Regions from separate parts of the Mus musculus genome. Here region 1 is linked to region 2. The links are chromatin contacts, called in public promoter capture Hi-C maps. All regions are on one chromosome and are shown on one strand. Each heading gives the region's core, a stretch centred on a gene start, on an enhancer-like site or on the middle of the called end of the contact. The rest is flanking DNA. Distances are from core to core; before and after follow the strand shown.

The links. Promoter capture Hi-C pulls out the DNA fragments that hold promoters and counts their contacts.
Region 1: a contact with region 2 is called in a promoter capture Hi-C map of liver, with 3 times the contacts expected there. The contact joins the promoter of Erlec1 here to the enhancer-like site in region 2. A contact is called at or near these places in 3 of 39 promoter capture datasets (liver and pre-B cells), 4 of 115 datasets of contacts at active chromatin or transcription factors (embryonic stem cells, extraembryonic endoderm stem cells, fibro-adipogenic progenitors and 1 more) and 1 of 9 other capture datasets (liver).

Annotation. Positions count from the first base shown.
Region 1 is chr11:30,951,942-30,956,382 of GRCm38.p6, forward strand. It overlaps Erlec1 (endoplasmic reticulum lectin 1), which reads right to left and starts at 2,190. Exons shown (of 14, transcript NM_025745.3): 1 at 1,973-2,190; 2 at 631-735. The coding sequence starts at 2,134. Asb3 (ankyrin repeat and SOCS box-containing 3) reads left to right here and starts at 2,457. Exons shown (of 10, transcript NM_023906.3): 1 at 2,457-2,628.
Region 2 is chr11:30,157,637-30,162,000 of GRCm38.p6, forward strand. Sptbn1 (spectrin beta, non-erythrocytic 1) reads right to left here. Exons shown (of 35, transcript NM_175836.2): 2 at 1,658-1,809. Among named protein-coding and RNA genes, the nearest start is that of Sptbn1, 60 kb to the right of the region's middle. Within about 2 kb of position 2,110, at least 72 of the 459 cell types and tissues checked have an H3K27ac peak or open chromatin away from gene starts, as enhancers often do. A contact at or near this core is called in embryonic stem cells and extraembryonic endoderm stem cells, where this site is marked.

The DNA of each region.
Region 1 (4,441 bases), core at 940-3,439, 790 kb after region 2:
TTTCTAATTGGTCCAGGGATGCACAGCTAACCGTAGCCTATACCTCAGCCTCCTGGCTCTAGGCTGTTGTCTTTTACACCTTACTATGTTGCTTCTCCTGCCTCATCGGGAAAGAAGTCATCGCCCTGAAGGATGGCTAAGAGGAGTTAGGTTGTTTTAGGAGGAAGAAAAGGGCATGCGCTGAGGTAGTGAGAAAGTATAAGGAACCTGGAGAATTATTTATTATAAAAAATTCTTTATGAAAGCACTATGTTTACATTAAAAGCTGTATTGTGTTCCACAAACACCATTTCTATAAAGGAAAACAAGCAAAGAGTTAGCTTTTTATTCAAAACATTAGTAACTAATTCCTCTCTCCCATTTGTAATTTTAGACAAGGTCTCACAATGTGTCTGTCCAGCCTGGCCTTAAATTCATGGTAATTCTTCTGCCTGAACCTCTTAGTGTTGAGATTAGAGGTGTGAACATCACACTTGCCTGGTTGCTAATTTTTCTAAAATAAATTCCCAATTTAATATTTTTTGCTACAAGGCTGTTGAGACGCTTGTTACTTATTTTAATATATGATCATAAGGCTGTAAAATGCATCTTTAGTTAGAGAGATCAGCAATATATGTATAAAAAACATACCTCATCCCCACTTGTCACAAGTGGAAGTATACATTTGTATTTTTCTTTATGAGCAGTTGTCATGATGATGTAATTATCTTCTTTATACAAAACTCCAGTTGTAGGCTAGAAACAGAATCAAAAGCATACATTATTTTTTGTCAGTTAAGGTGCTTTACCCTGAATACATTCAGTGCTCTTTAGAACAAAGGTTCCTCAAGTAAATTGACCAGTTCTACTGAAGATTGTTAAAGCACATTTTCAGATGTAGGCAAAATAGTGTAAACATCTTTAAATGATAAGGAGGAAATTAAAAACTGTATACTGTTGTCCTATCTAACAGAAAAGATAAAGTTTGGGCTGTAAAAGAAAACTAGTAAGGCAATAGATTGAAGTTTAAATGCTAATTAATACATACATTGAGGCTATACATTGTGGCACACACCTTTAAGCCCCGCCCTCAGGAGGCCGTGGCAGGCGGATCTGTTTAAGTTCTAGTTTGCACTTGTTTACTTTTTTGGCGGTGCTGGCAATGGAATCCAGATCTAGGTGTGTGGTAAATTTGTCTGTAGTAGTTACACATGGATAGACATTTCAGCACTACAATCATTCAAAACTGAATTTCCATTCTTGTTAGATTATACACCAAAATCTCGTATTCTAGGACTGGAGAGATGCCACAGAAATTAAAAACACATTATTACTCTTCTCGGAGGGGTGAGTACAGTTCCCAGTTCTCACATTGGGAGCCTCACAGCCACTGGCTCTTTCATTCTTGCCTTTTTACACAATACACATTAATTAACGATCATAAAATCCTTTTTAATCTCATGTTCTAGAGTCCTAAATAATAGTGGTAATACATTCAAGCCTCTAGTCTATTCTGCATGGCCAGTAGTATTCCGCATATAAGCTCACTAATATCTTCCAAACCAAATAGCCCTCTCAAATGCCTTAAGGGAAAAGATTCTCAGAAGCTGTATACGTCGTTTTTAAGTGTGTGTTGGAGAGAAAGAATGAATAGAGATGGGACTCCTGTCTGTTGGACGGTTGTGCGGGTAGGGTGATGTGCTAGTTAATTCTAAAACTTCCTCCACAGAGTGGGGCTGTAGAGAAGCCAGATCTAACGTAATGAGATTTAAAGGAGGGAGATGAAGTGACCGCTGATCTCCTAGTTAGTATGGAGGGCATATCCACTTAGTGTGCTAAACGAATTAATGAATGAACGAACACACTTAGGCTTGGGGTCGATAAATGCTTGGGAAAAAAAGGTTCTGGAAGAAAAAGCTAAGGAATCGAGGGCTGGCCCGAATGCTTCGTGCCAGAAAGAGGGGAGAAGGCTGCGGCTCGTGAGGGCACTGACCAGAGAGAACTCGGTACCAGGCCAGTTGACTCGGAAGGGGATGTCGTCGCTGAGCTGGGGCAGCGCTCGGCCGCCGCCGGACGCCTCCAGGAGACCGTACAGAACCAGCAACAGTGGCCCTCCGGGGACCAGGCTCCGCAAGCCGCCGTCTCCTTCCTCCATTGCCGCGTCCTCCAGCCACCGTCACAACCTCCTCTACCAGAGGAGAACAGGAGGAGGGGAGGAGGAGGGGGAGGAAGGGGGGGAGGAGGAGGGGGAGGAGGAGGGGGAGGAGGAGGAGGAGGAGGAGGAGGAGGAGGAGGAGGAGGAGGAGGAGGAGGAGGAGGAGGAGGAGGAGGAGGAGGAGGAGGAAGAAGAGGAGGTACTACAAAGCGTCCTTAGTGCAGGGGACCCAACCGCCGCCGCCACGTCTCCTTGCAGACGGCTGGGCAAAGCCGCCTCCGCCTTACAAGGGCTTGGGGCCACCGCTTCCGGGGCAGGCAGCACATCAACATCCGGGGTTGTTGAGTCGGTGGCCTACGGAAGCCCGCGCTTGGGTCGCGTTGCATTGCGTTGCTGCTGTAGCATCCTAGCGGTTGGACTCAAACGCAGAGGCCCGGGACTGACGCCGGTTGAACGGGTCTGGAGACGGCGCTTGGACGAAGCGGCCCGGCCAGGTGAGTCCTGGCCCGCGCGCTCAGTCCAGCCGCTAGGGACTCTCGGGATTTGGGGGTGAGTGGGCGGCGGCCCGCTCTCAGAAAGCAAGTAGAGAACCGAGCTGTGCAGAGTCGAAGTAGAACTTACAGTTCCGACTGAGCTGCCTACCCTCCAGTCTTTTGCTATTTGCACTCTCCATCTTCTCTCCAGAAGCTTCTCTTAGTTTCTTTTGATGGCGACTGTTGTCACGTCTGTCTCAGATGCTGTGTGTTTGGGGACACCCCCAGTGACACCTGCCACGTCCTTCGACTTTGGCATAGATTTGTTGGGTGGCTAGGCGCGTACAGTCCTGCATTTTTACTTCAGGAGAAGTTTTCCCTCCCTTGACTCAAGTGTTGGACTGTTGTTATTTTACTTAAGTCCAGAAAGTTTATGTCAAGGCCAGAGCCAGGTGAATGTGAAGTTATGAATCAAGTTACAGCAGACTGAATATAGACAGAAAGTTTTGGTTTTTGTCCCCTTCTTGAAAAAAGAAAATAATGTCCACATTTTTTTTCATCTCCTGTGTAATAATTTTACAGTGTTTGCCATAGAACATTTGGTAAGGACTGCCCATGTTGTGGTGTTAAAATCCACTGGGAGAAGAGACTTAGACTCAATTCAAATTTAGACTAAATGAACTTATTCTTACTGTTGGCAGAAGGAAGGGAGCCATAGAGCAAATACAGCCCACCATGCAAAAGGTGAATTAAGGTGGGGCTTTAAGGAGGACATCTGAATTACATGGATTACTGATATCCATGGAGTCTACATCTGATCAGGAAAATTGTCTCACTTCTCTCAGTTGTTTCTTACTTTCTCATTATACAGTAATAAAAAAAAAAAAACCATTTTATCCCTTCCCCAAAGCGATAGTAAGTTTTACAAAAGGCAAGCAGCCTTTAATGCTTTATAGCCCCATTGTCTGATTCTTATCTATCCATTAGGATCTCCCAGGCATTCCAGAGCAAAAGACTCATTGGCCAGTTAAGGGAAGCCTGGCTCCACGTTAAGTTTCGTCAGTCATCACAGAGGACTTCTACTCTAATGACTGAGATAGAGCAGTTCATTTTTCAGTGGGTAAAAACATAGTGCCACTAGATTAAGGCTGGCTGTCATATCCCCACACTCAAATTTGAACCAAATCAAAAAGCAGGAAGAGCAGTCCGTTTTTCAGCTTTGTAAGTTTTCTTTAAGGTAAAGACTCACACTATTAAAACAATATTGTTCTAGAACTGATGTTTTGTTCATTGCATTAGCTCATCATAATGTTTAATGTGTGTCAGGCATTGGGATTGGTAAGCTAGAGAGTAAATGGGCTCCTGTCATTTGTATCTCATTTTCTATCATTGAGATACTACAAATGAATAATTATGAACTAGGGGCTAGAGAAATGGTCCAGTTACTAAGAGTACTGGCTGCTCTTCTAGAGGACTGGTGGTCCCAGCACTCACAAGGAGGCAGGCTCCAACCATCTGTAACTGCATTTTGAGATCTGACACATGCATAGATATGCACAACACAAAACACATCATCATCATAGTCTCATAAAAATTTCTAACTAGATAGAATAATACCTAACATTTATTATTTAGTTTCTGCTAATCATAATATGACTATAAATACTTCTGCTGCGGCCACCTTGGGCACAAACTCGGCAGACAGTCCCACGGTCCCCTGAGGACTCTCCATTCTCCAGGTGCCCTAGCACGCCCAGGATCTTAGGATCACTGGTCAGTAGAACACAACATCTGTTCCAACACCACCAGGAGTGCCTGGGCCCAGCAGGAGCAG
Region 2 (4,364 bases), core at 860-3,359:
CAGAGAAACTGTGTCCTGAAACCAACCAACCAGTACCAACCAATCAACCAAGCTAACAACCCCCTCTCTTTGTTTTCTCTACTTAGATAAAGGCAGGTGAGGCCCCAGTCATGTATTATATGATGATATTGTCATCACCATCAGTCTTCGTGAGCTCTGGGTATGCAAAGGTAAACATTTTACTTCACACTGCCTAAAAGACTGGACAGTACTAGAAAAAATTAAGTGTTCAAAACAATCCCTATCTGTGTGATCTTTTATCATTTTGTCAAAGCTATCATTTCAAAGCATAAAAAAGTAAACAAATCTACAAGGTTAAAGAAGTAAATATATCTACAGGGTTAAATAAAGAGGGAGGAAAAGGTTTGACAGATGGGAAAAAGAAAAGTCTGGTTATAAAGCCTACTTTCTGTAAGATGCATATCACAATAACTCTAGCCTAGGTTCTAAAACAAGTCTCCCTGAAGAAGTCAATAAACAACTGTTTTGCTTCATCCCAGCATGGGACCATGGCTCCACAAAAACACCACCATCCTGAAGCCATCTGCACAGGGGCTTACTGAGGCGGTGAGACTGAGGTGGTGACGTCTGCACTCTGGGAATGCAGGGCATGACAGAACTCCGTAAAGATAAGAGGAGGCTTGACTATCTTTTGAAGGCAACACCCTGTTCCTGACCAGAGGGACGGGGAAAGAAAATACTGTCTTCATTTTTACTGATGTTTAAAGAAGCAGCTTTGTTCACAGACCCTCAAGAGAGGGAAACAAAGCCCTAGTCTCTTACCAGCAGTCAGAGGTGTGTGCACTGATCTGCAAAAAGATCTGCTGTGGCTGTCAAGTTAAATAAGCGGCTCTTCTGGCAGCCCCAGCAACCACTGGCATATTTTCCTGTCGATGTCAGTACAGCTTTGGGGCTCTATCCCTAGGCATCAGGTTGGCTCAGATGCACTACCACCTATGGAACTACATGCGCTCTGGGTGGAAAATAGGGCATATGCTTTCAAGCCAAGGCGAGCCAAAACCTGCTGGGTCAGTCACAGTGAGTAGCAAGCTTCTCTGGCATAAGGTATACAAACAAAAAAATCAGACATACAGTTTTCACTGCGAGCTAACAATTTCTCTGCCCAGAAGAGCAGGGTAAGTTTATCAGATGCTCCATTCCCAAGGAGATAACAAAAACATCAGCATGTACCATCACCCTTCCCCACCCCCAAACAAAAGGAAAGAGGGAAATAAAAAAATAAAACTGGCAGAGGCCACTGGATTTGAGTCGTGCCACCTTGAGATGGCAGCTCACATTTTCCAAAGAATCATCAATAAGACATAAATTTAGAGCCCCTTCCATGGTCTCATGTAAGCGGCAGAATCATCTCAGAGCCAGCATCCAGGCCTGGCCCTTCCATTGCTAGCACTGTGCGTAATAGAACCATCAACTAGGGTCTTCCTTACAAAATACACAGGCATCCCAGAAAGGAGGCTACATTATTATAGAACATTATTGCACCCTCAGAGCTCGGTGTTTCAATTACACCGCCCAGAATCAGCATATCTACTTCACTCTGCCCTCCTCCAGAAAACATTCTTCATTGCAGAATTCACCAAGAGACAAGCCCATACTTGTTTGTTCAAAAAATGTTTCCCCACTTGATTGTGCTTACCAGCCTCTCTCCAGAGAGGACCTCCAGTAGCTTGATGAGCATCCGTCCATCTCGAAGGTCCGTGTACAGGTCTGTGATTCGGCAGGACACTCTCGCAAGGTGGGAATTGACCCACTTGGTGAAGGTCTTCTTCTGTACAGCTTCACGCTCATCTGTAAGCAGAGGAGAACTCACTTTACCAACAACCAAGCACTGGCAACAGCAGGTGCAAGCCAGCAAAGCCCCACGGCCCACACAGCAAGAGTGCATCAGCAAAACTAAACTCCAACCAAACCCCCACTTAGCTCTCTACTGTCTGGGAATACTGGGATTTGGACAACCCTTGCACCAGTCAACTCCCAGGTTTGCAGCCAGCAGAATGTAGCAGTTAAACTAAGTCACTGCTACAGATGGATCCCACTGTGCAGCTTGAAACCATGACCCTGGAGCTTAAGAGCGTCATGCTTCACTGACCGTGCTAGCTGGGCCCCTTTGAGCAGAAGCCCTACTCCTAGTACAAACTTGCCTTATGGACGTTTACAACATACAACTTGATGGAATAAGCAGAAACCCCAACAACTGCTGTACTGAAAAAAACCCAGCACATAGTGTGTGAAACTCAATCCTACTGATGGCTGTATAGTCAGTGTGTACTGGGCTCCTAGATTGGTCAGGGGAGCAGTAAACAGTCTAGTATCTGGAAGGCTGTGCTGAGGCCTCCATTCAACCTAGCATAGTAAGGCAGTGAGGCAGAGACCATACTGGGCAAGCTTTTACTGATGTACTCCAAGCCAAGCACCTGCCAAGACACCTGCGCCTCCTGCTGCAGTCAGCAGTTCTTTGAGGTCCAGTCTTTCCCTAAAGCCTATCCATCCAAAAGAGGGCCTTTCTTCATGGATAAGGACTAATCAGAAACAAAGAAACAGAATGGCTGGGGCTGTGGGAAGGAAGAAAAGGCAGTTAAGGGCATAGCAAAAGGAGTTATGCCAGTAATACTATGAGAGGTTGAGATCACATGTATTATTCTTACAATCGTCATTATGAATGGTAACTTTACCACTACAATGGCAAGTGTAGTTCTTGTTGTTGTTTGCTTAAAGTTTGGCTGTTCTGAAAGAGTAGACTGGACCATGTCAAGAGGGATACTTCCTAGACTGTACCTAGAAGACTAATAATTCCTCATTCAAATATCTTTAGGTCTAATTTCTTTAAAATTATGGTTTCTTGAATATGCTGCAAGGAGCTGAAAATGTCTTTATCCTGATGGCTATCCTAGGCTATTAATGAAGGTTTGGGGTTCAAAGTCACTACCGCACCCAATCTATGAAGAGAAGATGATCAAAATAGAAATCTGCTTAGGTTAAAATATTTCTCAATAAGCTAGCGTGTAAAGTATGTTATTGCACAGTTACCAGCATCCCTTGGGGTAACTCACACATTAAAGAAACCCTGGTGACTTCTTTCAGGTTCAGAATCAGCAGAAGCCCTGCCCCGCAGTGACAGCTCAATCCCACGCCCTATGCTCCAAGAAGAGACAGAGGCCAGGGGTGGAGGCAGAGAAAACTGAGCTCGAATAGCCACACCCAAATCTGCATAAGAGGCTCCCCAGAACTGCAGTGTACCTCAGAAGCTCTAGAAAGGGGGAGGGAAAGGAATTAAAAAGTAAAAAGAAGGAGAGGTTTAATTCTTCCTATCTGTGCCTTTCTCCAGTTTCAAGTTGAAGAAGGGTACAAAAAAAAAAAAAAAAAAAAAAAAAGGCTCCCACCACACTGAGAAAGGCAGAAAACTTCTATCCAAGGACTGGACATGAACAACATCCTATACAGAGGAAGGGCAGGGACAAAGCCAGGCCAGCTGATGTGTCATCCTACAACAAAGTATGTGCACAACAACACACTTCTGAAGCAGGAAAGGGGGTGGGGTGGGATTCTACCTCTTGGCCCAGTAGAGGGAGGGAACTGTCTCTAGAGACCCAGTCCTTTGTTCCACCCTTCCTGGGAAGGCAAATGACATCATGCCTGTACTCTTCCTACCCCCTTCCCAGAGAGGCTAGAGGAGATAAGCCAGACGCCTGCAGAGGAACAGAAGGCTGTTGGCAGCGACAATGGAAGACAATCCAGAGGGTTTCCAAGCTCAAGCTGTTGCAGCTGGCCAAGCTCAGGGGAAGGCGGTGGGAGGACAGGGAGCAGCAGCGTTATCCAGTCCTAGGAACATGAGGTCATCACAGCAAATGAGTAAGATGAATATGGAGGCCCTTCACACGCCACACTGACCAGTGGTTGACTATGGTCCCTGGAGAACATGAAGCAGTGCTTATAAACGTTTTTGATAGTGGTGACTGAAGGACAGGTGCTACTAGCAGCTAGGGTGCAGAGGCCAGGGACACGGCTAAATACTCTGCACAGGGTAACCTCTATAACAAAGAATCATCCAGGCCAGGACTGAGAAATTCAGTTTAAAGGTTCTGAGCTTTTATTAATTACAGCAGGAACTTGAGTGTATCAGACTGAATGAGCTGGAGAAGAACACTTGAATTTAGGGTGTTGTTCATGCATCTTTCTCTTTGGGTTACATCAGAGCCTGACAGTTTGACAGTAGAAAGGGTTGCCTGCAGGCATGCTCATTCCACAAGAAGCTGGAGATAGAGTGGAAAAGCAGGTGCAACCCTATGTGACTCAGAATGTTGGTGGGCATTTGGCTTCCCCTGCCACGTCCACTCTCCCTGTAC